3 separate regions of the Mus musculus genome follow, and all the other regions are linked to region 1. A link is a contact called in public Hi-C data. All regions are on one chromosome and are shown on one strand. The core of a region is the stretch at or near the end of the contact, and the rest is flanking DNA. Distances in the headings are between cores, read along the strand shown.

Region 1 (3,211 bases), core at 198-2,697:
AGAAATCGTTTTTTTGTTTTTGTTTGTCTTTTAGTAAACAATACACTCTCAGGGTTCAGTGTGATCAAATATCCTGCAACAATGATTACTTTTAAATTGTCTTTTTTTATGTATATGAGTACACTGTAGCTACACAGATGCTTGTGAGCCTTCATGTGGTTGTTAGGAATTGAATTCTGGACCTCTGCTCACTCCAGCCCAGAGATTTATTATTATAGATAAGTACACTGTTGCTGTCTTCAGACACACCAGAAGAGGGCATCAGATCTCATTACGGGGTGGTTGTGAGCCACTATGTGGTTACTGGGATTAGAACTCAGGACCTTCAGAAGAGCAGTCAGTGCTCTTACCCGCTTAGCCATCTTGCCAGCCCACTTTTGAATTTTCTTGCATATTGTAAACATTATTTATGTAAATTCATATTTTGCCTGTGTGTCTATGCATCATATGCATGCAGTGCCCACAGAGGTTGAAAGAAGGCATCATCCCCTGGACTGAAGTTACAGTTTCAAGGAGTCACAGTGGTGCTGGGAAGCAAACCCAGGTTCTCTGGAAGAGCAGTGTGTGTGTGTGTGTGTGTGTGTGTGTGTGCACCATATCTGTGCGGGAGACCATGGCTTAAATGATAAGCTATGTCTCTAGCCCCAACATCCAATTTTTGAATGAATAAGTGAGAAAATGTCTTCATTGGTACAGTGTAGTATACAACCTGGAAAGGGCTTTACAATAAGGATGCAGTGTCCTAATTTAGGAATATGACGTGCCCTGGTAATTCTACTGACTCAGCCTCAACTTACTGGATGACACTGCTTATCTCTTCTTAAAGGCTTGAGGCCATGTGGCCTATGGCTAAGTGAGCAGACCTTCTAAGGCACTCAGACTCGTTAACCCCCTCAGGTTTGAAAACAGTTGTTCACACGGTAACCGTGAGGACGAAGCTATTGCATGGTGTTCCATATTACCCTCTACTCGAGTTTTGGATTCTAATTACACATTCTCAAGCTGAGGTAAAAAGAACAAGGAATCAGGATGTCTCCCTGGTAAGGAACTGCCTAGCCCTGGGCAATTAGTTTTTCGAAATCTCTTTCTGCTGGTTTTCATTTGTCATCCCCGCTCCTCTACCTGCCTGATTGTCAAGCCTACAGCACTATTATCTCTCTGAGGTGATAATGGCAGTGGGCGTGTGAGGACTTTTGGCCACGCGGGGGCAGCATTCTCCCTCCCAGGTTCACTCGACCCCTTCTGCAAAGACCCAGGGCAACCCAAGCAGAACAAAACCCCAGCGTGGGCTCGCCCTTTCATTTTAACTCGCTGTGCGCTAGATTGCAATGGAAGAAGCAGTTTCTTAGAATTCCAAGGGTCTCAAAGGAGTAGCCGACGTTCTCGCGATGTCGCCACCGGAAGTGGGTGGCGGCAGGCCCTCGGAGTTCTCGCGAGATGCCGGCGGGAAGTGGGTGGCGGCCGGGCCGAAGCTGATCACATCACTGGTCTGCTCTCGCTAGCTCGGAGCGGCTGTGGCCATTGCCTCGGGCGCTGTTTTCTGAGACCTCGCCTCGCCGCGGTCTTTCCTGCCCCCAGCTCGCGTGCACGGCCTCCGCTGCCGGTCGGTGCTCGGTGTCCCGCCGTCCCCATCCTTGGTCGGTCCGCCGTTAGGCCGTGCCTCAGGCCCAGTCCGTGGCGACGCCGGCAGGTGATGCCCAATACAGCCATGAAGAAAAAGGTGCTGTTGATGGGAAAGAGCGGGTCGGGGAAGACCAGCATGAGGTCGATCATCTTTGCAAATTATATTGCGCGCGACACTAGGCGCCTGGGTGCCACCATCGACGTGGAGCACTCCCACGTCCGATTCTTGGGGAACCTGGTGCTGAACCTGTGGGACTGTGGCGGCCAGGACACCTTTATGGAAAATTACTTCACCAGCCAGCGGGACAACATCTTCCGTAATGTGGAGGTTCTGATATACGTGTTTGACGTAGAGAGCCGCGAACTGGAAAAAGATATGCATTATTACCAATCGTGTCTGGAAGCCATCCTCCAGAATTCACCTGACGCCAAAATCTTCTGCCTGGTGCACAAAATGGATCTGGTTCAGGAAGATCAACGTGACCTGATTTTTAAAGAGCGAGAGGAAGACCTGAGGCGTTTGTCTCGCCCGCTGGAGTGCGCTTGTTTTCGAACGTCCATCTGGGATGAGACGCTCTACAAAGCCTGGTCCAGCATCGTCTATCAGCTGATCCCCAACGTTCAGCAGCTGGAGATGAACCTAAGGAATTTTGCCCAGATTATTGAGGCTGATGAAGTTCTGCTGTTCGAGAGAGCTACGTTCTTGGTGATTTCCCACTACCAGTGCAAAGAGCAGCGAGATGTGCACCGCTTTGAGAAGATCAGCAACATCATCAAGCAGTTTAAGCTGAGCTGCAGTAAATTGGCCGCTTCTTTCCAGAGCATGGAAGTGAGGAATTCTAACTTCGCTGCCTTCATCGACATCTTTACATCAAACACGTACGTGATGGTGGTCATGTCAGATCCATCCATCCCTTCTGCAGCTACTCTGATCAACATTCGTAATGCCAGGAAACACTTTGAGAAGCTAGAAAGAGTAGATGGGCCCAAGCACAGCCTCCTCATGCGTTGAAATAATGCCAAATGCTCTTTAGTAAAATGCTGAATTACGGTGTTTTTTTTTTTTTTGCATCATTTGTCTTTAATATTCATAATGTCATGTGCTTAAAAGTGAGCTTGAAACGTGTGCTTACTATCTCATCTCTTCCCTAGTCTTAGTATTGGACGCTATTTACTCAGCTATCAAGTAGAGATCTTCAAGACGGCCTTTATGAAAAGTTAGTGTGGTGTTAACACTAAAGTAGGTGGGGTGTGGGTGGGTGTGTGTGTATGTGTGTGTGTTCTGGTTACCTGGTTATAATAGAGTATTAAAGCAGTTATCTTCTGTATTATCAGATCACAAAGGTGGAATGTTACTATTTTATCAGCAAGATATTAAAATGTATTTCTAAATCCTCCTTGGTTTCAATCATGAATAAACTTATTAGCAATTTAAAATGTTGTTTGAAATAATTTGCAGGTACTTTATAGATTCTGATTATCCTCAAGTATCATTTAGCTGGCAAATTGGCAATGCTTGGTAGCAGATGTAGTAGTGGTAAAGACTCAAGGGGCTGGAATAGTGACTCTGGTTAACAGCACTATCTGC
Region 2 (3,211 bases), core at 497-2,996, 8.4 Mb after region 1:
GAGCATATGCAATGGTGGGGAACATCCAGAGAGAATATGACCCTGAACTGGGCCATGTAAAGAGAATGCAGAGAGAAGCTGCAACAGAGAGAGGCTGCCTGGGCCAAGAGACAGGCCAATAGAGTAAAGGACAGACCAAAAGGGCCAGATAGCCAAAATGGCTGAATTATATAGAGAAGGGCAGCTGGGGGAAGGGCAGACTAACTTCAGGGCTAAAGAAAATAGGGTAGGAGGCAGGGTATGCCAGCCATACCCTGCAACAGGCAAGACTGAAGGATGCTTTAAGAACCTGGAGGCCAGTTCCACTGTAATACAGCACCTCAGGTAATCATTTGTCTCTCCTTTGAGACCTAACATACGAGGTTAACATTACAACATGCCACCAGTAGTCTCAAGTGTCAAGAAAATGGTACAAGAAAAAGGGATGAAAAACTAAACACAACCAGGAAAGTTAAAACGAACCCTTGAGAGAGGCACAGAGCCAATGCTTTCAGGTGACGGTCACTGAACACCAGGTGAATTCCTTTATGAACTCCAAACTGCCCTCGCCCACTGAGGTCACCGATTCTCAAACATCACAAGCACTTGCTCAAGTCTGATATATCACACTGGTGTAGAGTTATTGCTATCTCAGGCTATCCACGTAACTTTTGAACTTTTGAGAAAATATTTATGTGAAGTTAACTACCCCTCATTTTCATCACATTTTAAGAACTCACTGGCTATTTTAAAATGCTTCTTATTCTGGTGCCTTATAGAGGAGGACTGGCAGTCTACAGTGGAGCAGCCCTCCTGTCAAATGAACTATATGGGCTGAAAATGGAGCAGTACTAGTAATAGTATGTACTTCAGCAGAATTCTAACGAAGTCGCTGACAAGTTACAAGTAATGTACCTGGCTTCTACAGGAGGTCCTATCTGGCCCCCATTACTTAAAAGGAGGGATACCGCGTCCTCCTAAAGGCACGTGTCAAATCAGGTTCAGTTTAAAATCACACTGCCCGTCCTTGCAGGCACTGGCATGACACCCCTAACTGGGTCTTCACTACATTATCCTAACACAGCAAAGAAAACATCTGCCGAGCATTCTCCATATGCTAAAACATCTCTCAGAATTATTTCATTCGATGCTTACAACAGTAAGATCGACAAGTGATTCTTGGTTTCCAAGCAAGCGGAGCCTTGCTTGGAAATGCCTCAAATGCCTTGATCACGGTCAGAGTGACAGTAAACAGGAAGAGCAAAAGCAAAAGGCAAACATGACTTGTCCAACTCTAAAATCTGGATCCTTTAGGGTAAGCTGCCTTTCCCCCAAGTTTTCAACAACTTGCTCTGAGAAGGAGGAATCAAACGACTGGACCAGGTCGCTAGCGGGCGCAGGACTAAATTAGACGCCAGTGTTCAAGATGCTGTGAGGCGCCTGAGACAGCGCGAATGCAGGTAGGAATCCGAATTAAACACTGTCCATCGCAGCCCAGAAAGTGGAGATAAACAGTGCAACCTGGGGCACCGGGTCCACTCCCGGACCCGGCCGACTTCCGGCTGGGAGCACCCCGGGTCCCGACGCCGTCCACACGGACCCTCGGCCAACCGCATCCTCCGACCCTTGCCTAGCACAGCCCGGCCCGCAGGACCCCGCTCCGCGCCTCACCCCGGCTGTGCAGCCGCCGCAACATCTCCTTCCACATCCACATCCGCCTCCTCCGCCTCCATGACTGCACCTGACGCAGGCGTACTCGCGAGATCCCGCGAGATGCGGCGGGGCGGGACCGGGGGCGGGCCCAGGGCCGGAGGCGGGGCCTTGGCGTGGCGCACTTCCGGGGAACTCCGGCGAGTAAGACCAGGAGACTGCGTGAAAGCTGCTTCCCCAAGGACCGCATGGGTTATCTCACTTCTCTCACGTCTTACGTGGGCTAACTCACAGCAGATCTTTTTCCATTCAGGCGAGAGACCCTGCTTTGTGGCATCCATTGTCTCTGGTTCATTTTCGCACACACACACACGCGCGCGCGCGCCTACCCGCCCCGCCCGCCACCGTGAATTATTAGAATGACCCAGTGGAATGGATGCAGGTTTCACGGATTTTATTTTATGGATAAGTAAATAGACTCAGAAAACTGACGTGATTGTTCAAACAGAGAGCTTGGTAGATTGATCTTTTAAACTCTGCCCTGAGTGTTTGCCATATACATACAAATCATTGCTGGGAATCTGTGAAGCAAAGAACTTAACGGTTTTCCAAGAAATCAGAGTCTTGCTTCTGCATTTTTCTGCCCTCAAATCTGTCTCTCATACAGTTAGAATCCATGACTCATTGTCTTCTCGATCAGACTGTGACTTCTTTAAGGATAAAACCTGTCTGGTAGTCCTTACACTGCCTGCGTTCAGCACAGTGTCTCACGTAGTAGAAGCTGTGTTGGACAGGTAAGTGTATTGGGAACCAGCAAAATAAACCTGATTTGTTGTTGTTTTGTTTTGATTTTTTGAAATAGGGTTTCTCTGTATAGCCCTGGCTGTTCTGGAACTCACTCTGTTGACCAGGCTGGCCTTGAACTCAGAAATCCACCTGCCTCTGCCTCCCAAGTGCTGGGATTAAAGGCATGCGCCACCACGCCCCGCAAAATAAACTTGTTCTTTTTTTTTTTTTTAAGTACTACCATGTCGTTTTCAGGCTTCATTTAATCATAGGGGTAAACTAAATTCAAGGTCCCAGGCCCTGGGGGAGCTTCTGTTGTAAGGAGACAGCTATTTGAGCCCAGCCATCTCAGAGACAACTTAGAAGGAGACAATTGTCTGCGTCCAGTCATCTCAGGGAAAGTTGTAAGGAGACAGCAGTTTGAGTCCAGCCATCTCAAGGACACTCTCCAGCTTGCTGTAGGGTCAAACTAAGTTCTTGTTCCCAGGCCCAGGAACCAGCTCCTATTCTGATTGGTGGAAATTCGCATGCTCAACCCTTTATGGTCAAAATATGATTGGCCGAAGCTACAGCCTACCCTGCTTGCCCTCCCTTACTTTATGGTTTCATCCTTTAAATATGCTATGTAATTCCCCTAAAAAGTCACTCTCCGGACTCTGTTCTATGTTCTCCGGCCTTGGTCGATCAGTAGCAGCTTGAATACAATACATCATTCACTTGATGTATGAGTTATGTTGGATCTATGCGGACCCCATAATAAGTGAACGAAACAATAAAACGAGCTTACTTCACACCT
Region 3 (3,211 bases), core at 400-2,899, 8.0 Mb after region 1:
AAAACAGGGATGGGAGGGGGACGCACCTGTAATGTCAGCATTCCAAGGCCAGAGGCAGGAGGGTGGATGCTAAGTCTGAGGCCAACATGGTCTAAGGAGCATACATTGAGCAAGTTCCAGGCTAGCAAGGGCTATTGGAGATTGGGGCGGGCGTTGGGGGTGGGGTGGCCATGTAAGGAAGATAACATGCTTGTGAAGACTGGCAGACATGAATATCCATACTATTTCAACTATAAATCAGTTAAGTCTTGCTTTAAAAGTATTTGGTTCTATTTCCTGTGTGTTTTATTTTAAGAGAACAGTTTGGCTTTACATATATAGAGTTTGGTTCATTTGTGCTGTGAAGCCCAAGTGGCTCGAGCATGAAGCATTTGGTCAATACAGCATATGGTGCCGATATGCAGAGCAAGTGGAATTCATCACCTTTTTAAACGTATATACTTTTGACACTGCAATTTCATTTCTGTAAGTCCAAGTCTACGTAACTCTTGCACAAGATCTATGACAAGTTTGTTCCATTTGGTATTGTATATAAAAATCAATAAAACTGAAAACCTAAATATTCTACAATAGAGATACGAGTATACTGGGAAACCTAAAACACACCATGTATGGAAGGAGACCCATTCAATGCGAGAATATACCCAATTACATTCGTAAAAGTAAACAATGAAGAGTGGCTACTCATCCACAGAAGGTATGCATATCAAGAGGCACTACGAAGGGCGTTGAACTCCTGCCTTGATTCTGTGTCCGATGAATTTTAAGAACACAGTCATTTGTTTTACAGTAAGTTACAAACTACTGTTTTAAATAGTGGTATCGCGGCAGGTTGATGATGCATAAGAAACACATTTTGGTCCCAGCTGTTGAATTCAAATGTAGGAACTACGAAATTCTTGCGACTGTGACTGTGGGTGAAATTCCTGAACTTGGGTCTCAGGTGTTTGTTGTTGTGGGTTTTTTTTTAATGTGTGTGTAATGTGAAAATAATCAGAATCTATTAAATAGTGGTGGTCAGTGCTTACACCGGCATTTGTAACTACTTCCCGACCCACAGATCCTCTACGGAGATCGGGGAAACCACAAGTAAAAGAAACCGCGAAAGTTTAATGGGGAAGGAGTACTGATCAGTAAATCCAGAAACTTAAAAGTTTAATACATGGGGAAGAGTTCAAACGGACTCAGAACGGAACCGGCGGCCCAAGGGACCCCGGCACTAACAATGAGCTTCTGCCCGCGCCCGCGCGGCTCTGCAGCCCGGCTCTTCTGAGGGGCCGCAGCTCCGGGAGACGGCGCGAGGCGAGGCACGCACCTGCTGCAGGGAGCCCGAGACGCTGGAGGACGAATCGGTGCTCCTCCGCTTTCGGCGCTCGCTTCGTTCCGCGCCGCCCGCCACACTCGTCCCGCCGCCGGCGACCCCGCAGCAGCCGCCGCTCCCGCACCCACCCGCGCTCCCGCTCAGCACGGGCACCAGGTCCGGGGCTGCGAGCGACGCGGCTGCCTCCTGCCCGCTCCGCTTGCGCCGCTTTTCTCGGGAAGACTTCTTCCCCGTCATGGTCCTCGCGCTGCAACCATCGGCGACAGCCGACCGTCTCTGCAGCAACAGAACCCCGCTTCCGTAGCGGCCGGCGCTGCTGTCGCAGACTTGGCGTCACTTCCGGTCCCGGCGCGTTTTACTACGCGTAGCTTCTGGAGGCGGGGCTCGGATGCGCTGTGCCAGCTGCTGAGGTTGTCTGGAGTTTAAAAGGTGACGTGTGGTCCAACGGATCTGTTTGCTTTTTCCCAACCTCTGGGAAGATTTAATTCCTTTCAGTGTTTCTCAGCTTACAAGTACGTTGGAAGGTAAAATTAAAGTTGCTGAGTCTCCAATTTCTTCTACCTTCGATTCCCTCGTTTGATTCAACGATATAACAATAAAAAGAATTTCAGAATAAAAAAAATTGCTTCATCTCACTACGACCTCATTTGAGCAGGGTTTTTTTTTTTTTTTTTTTTTTTTTGTACACTTTAAGGACTTGTGCAAAAATAACAGTCTTATGCTTCCGTATTTTGTATCATTAAAACTAATTTCGTAGCATGATTTCATGTTACTTTTAAAGGAATGGAAAGGATGTCAGAAGGAAGACAAGTTCCTATAGTATTTCAGTGTTCAACAATGTGAGTTTAGTAGCCCGGCGGTGGTAGCGCACGCCTTTAATCCCAGGACTTGGTAGGCAGAAGCAGGCGGATTTCTGAGTTCAAGGCCAGCTTGGTTTACAAAGTGAGTTCCAGGACAGCCAAGGCTACACAGAGAAACCCTGTCTACAAAAACAAAAACAAAAGAAAAAAGAAAGCAAGAAACAGATAGCCCTGGCCATGTTCAGCCTTCTTTCTTCCCTGTGAACTCTTACAGATGCCTCTGGCTGTTCTCTCTACAATAAAAACCTTTTTACCTATACCATGGAGCGGTCGAATCAGTTTAGTCACAGATAGATACACAGTGGGGCAAGGAATGGCTGGCTGTTCCTGGAGGCTAAAATAGCCCACGATGAAGTAATTAGCCTGTGAACTTACAAAATTCCAACCTCTTCACAGTACTGAAATTCTAATTCATCCATCAGTCTCTGTAGACACAGACTCATTCCAGGTTTGTTTTTTTGTTTGTTTGTTTGTTTTTTGTTTTTGTTTTTTTTTTTCCAGGCTTATTGTTGTTCACAGCCGGACGCAGCTTTTCAGGAGTTTTTATTCACAGTTGTTTTGAGGCAGGTTCTCTCCGAGTCTAGACTGGCCTGCCACACGTACAGCTAAGGATGGCCTTGAACTGTTTCTTTTAGGGTTTGGTTGGTTTGTTCATTTGTTTTTAGATTGATGTATTTATTTTGTGTACATGAATGTTTTGACTTACATATAGACATGTGTACCACACCACTGCCTGGTGCCCTCAGAGACCAAGAGAAGGCATTGAATCCCTGGAAAAAAAATTACTGATGGTTGTAAACCACCATATGGATGCTGGGAACGGAACCCAGGAACTCTGGAAAAGCAATAATTGCTCTGAACTGCTGAGCCATCTCTCCAGTCCTAGGCTTGAACACTTGATCTTCCTGCTTCCCCTTCCCTAGTATTGAGATTATTGGCATGCAACACCTGGCCTAATTTATGTAAAGCTGAGATCAAACCTAGGGGTTTGTGCATGCTGAGCCAGTACTATGTATCAGTCCTGTATGGA

What was found. A called contact is a pair of places that touch in the nucleus more often than the background predicts.
Region 2: a Hi-C map of regulatory T cells shows a contact between it and region 1, with 12 times the contacts expected there. The contact joins the promoter of Mysm1 here to the promoter of Rraga in region 1. A contact is called at or near these places in 2 of 484 Hi-C or Micro-C datasets (CD4 T cells and regulatory T cells).
Region 3: a Hi-C map of B cells shows a contact between it and region 1, with 5 read pairs. The contact joins the promoter of Caap1 here to the promoter of Rraga in region 1. A contact is called at or near these places in 2 of 484 Hi-C or Micro-C datasets (B cells and regulatory T cells).

The regions. Positions count from the first base shown.
Region 1 is chr4:86,574,226-86,577,436 of GRCm38.p6, forward strand. It overlaps Rraga (Ras-related GTP binding A), which reads left to right and starts at 1,448. Exons shown (of 1, transcript NM_178376.3): 1 at 1,448-3,060. The coding sequence starts at 1,694. The coding sequence ends at 2,635.
Region 2 is chr4:94,977,354-94,980,564 of GRCm38.p6, forward strand. Mysm1 (myb-like, SWIRM and MPN domains 1) reads right to left here and starts at 1,747. Exons shown (of 20, transcript NM_177239.3): 1 at 1,651-1,747. The coding sequence starts at 1,712. It overlaps Gm12694 (a long non-coding RNA gene), which reads left to right and starts at 1,768. Exons shown (of 3, transcript XR_867913.3): 1 at 1,768-2,423.
Region 3 is chr4:94,555,147-94,558,357 of GRCm38.p6, forward strand. It overlaps Caap1 (caspase activity and apoptosis inhibitor 1), which reads right to left and starts at 1,650. Exons shown (of 6, transcript NM_026368.2): 1 at 1,316-1,650. The coding sequence starts at 1,558.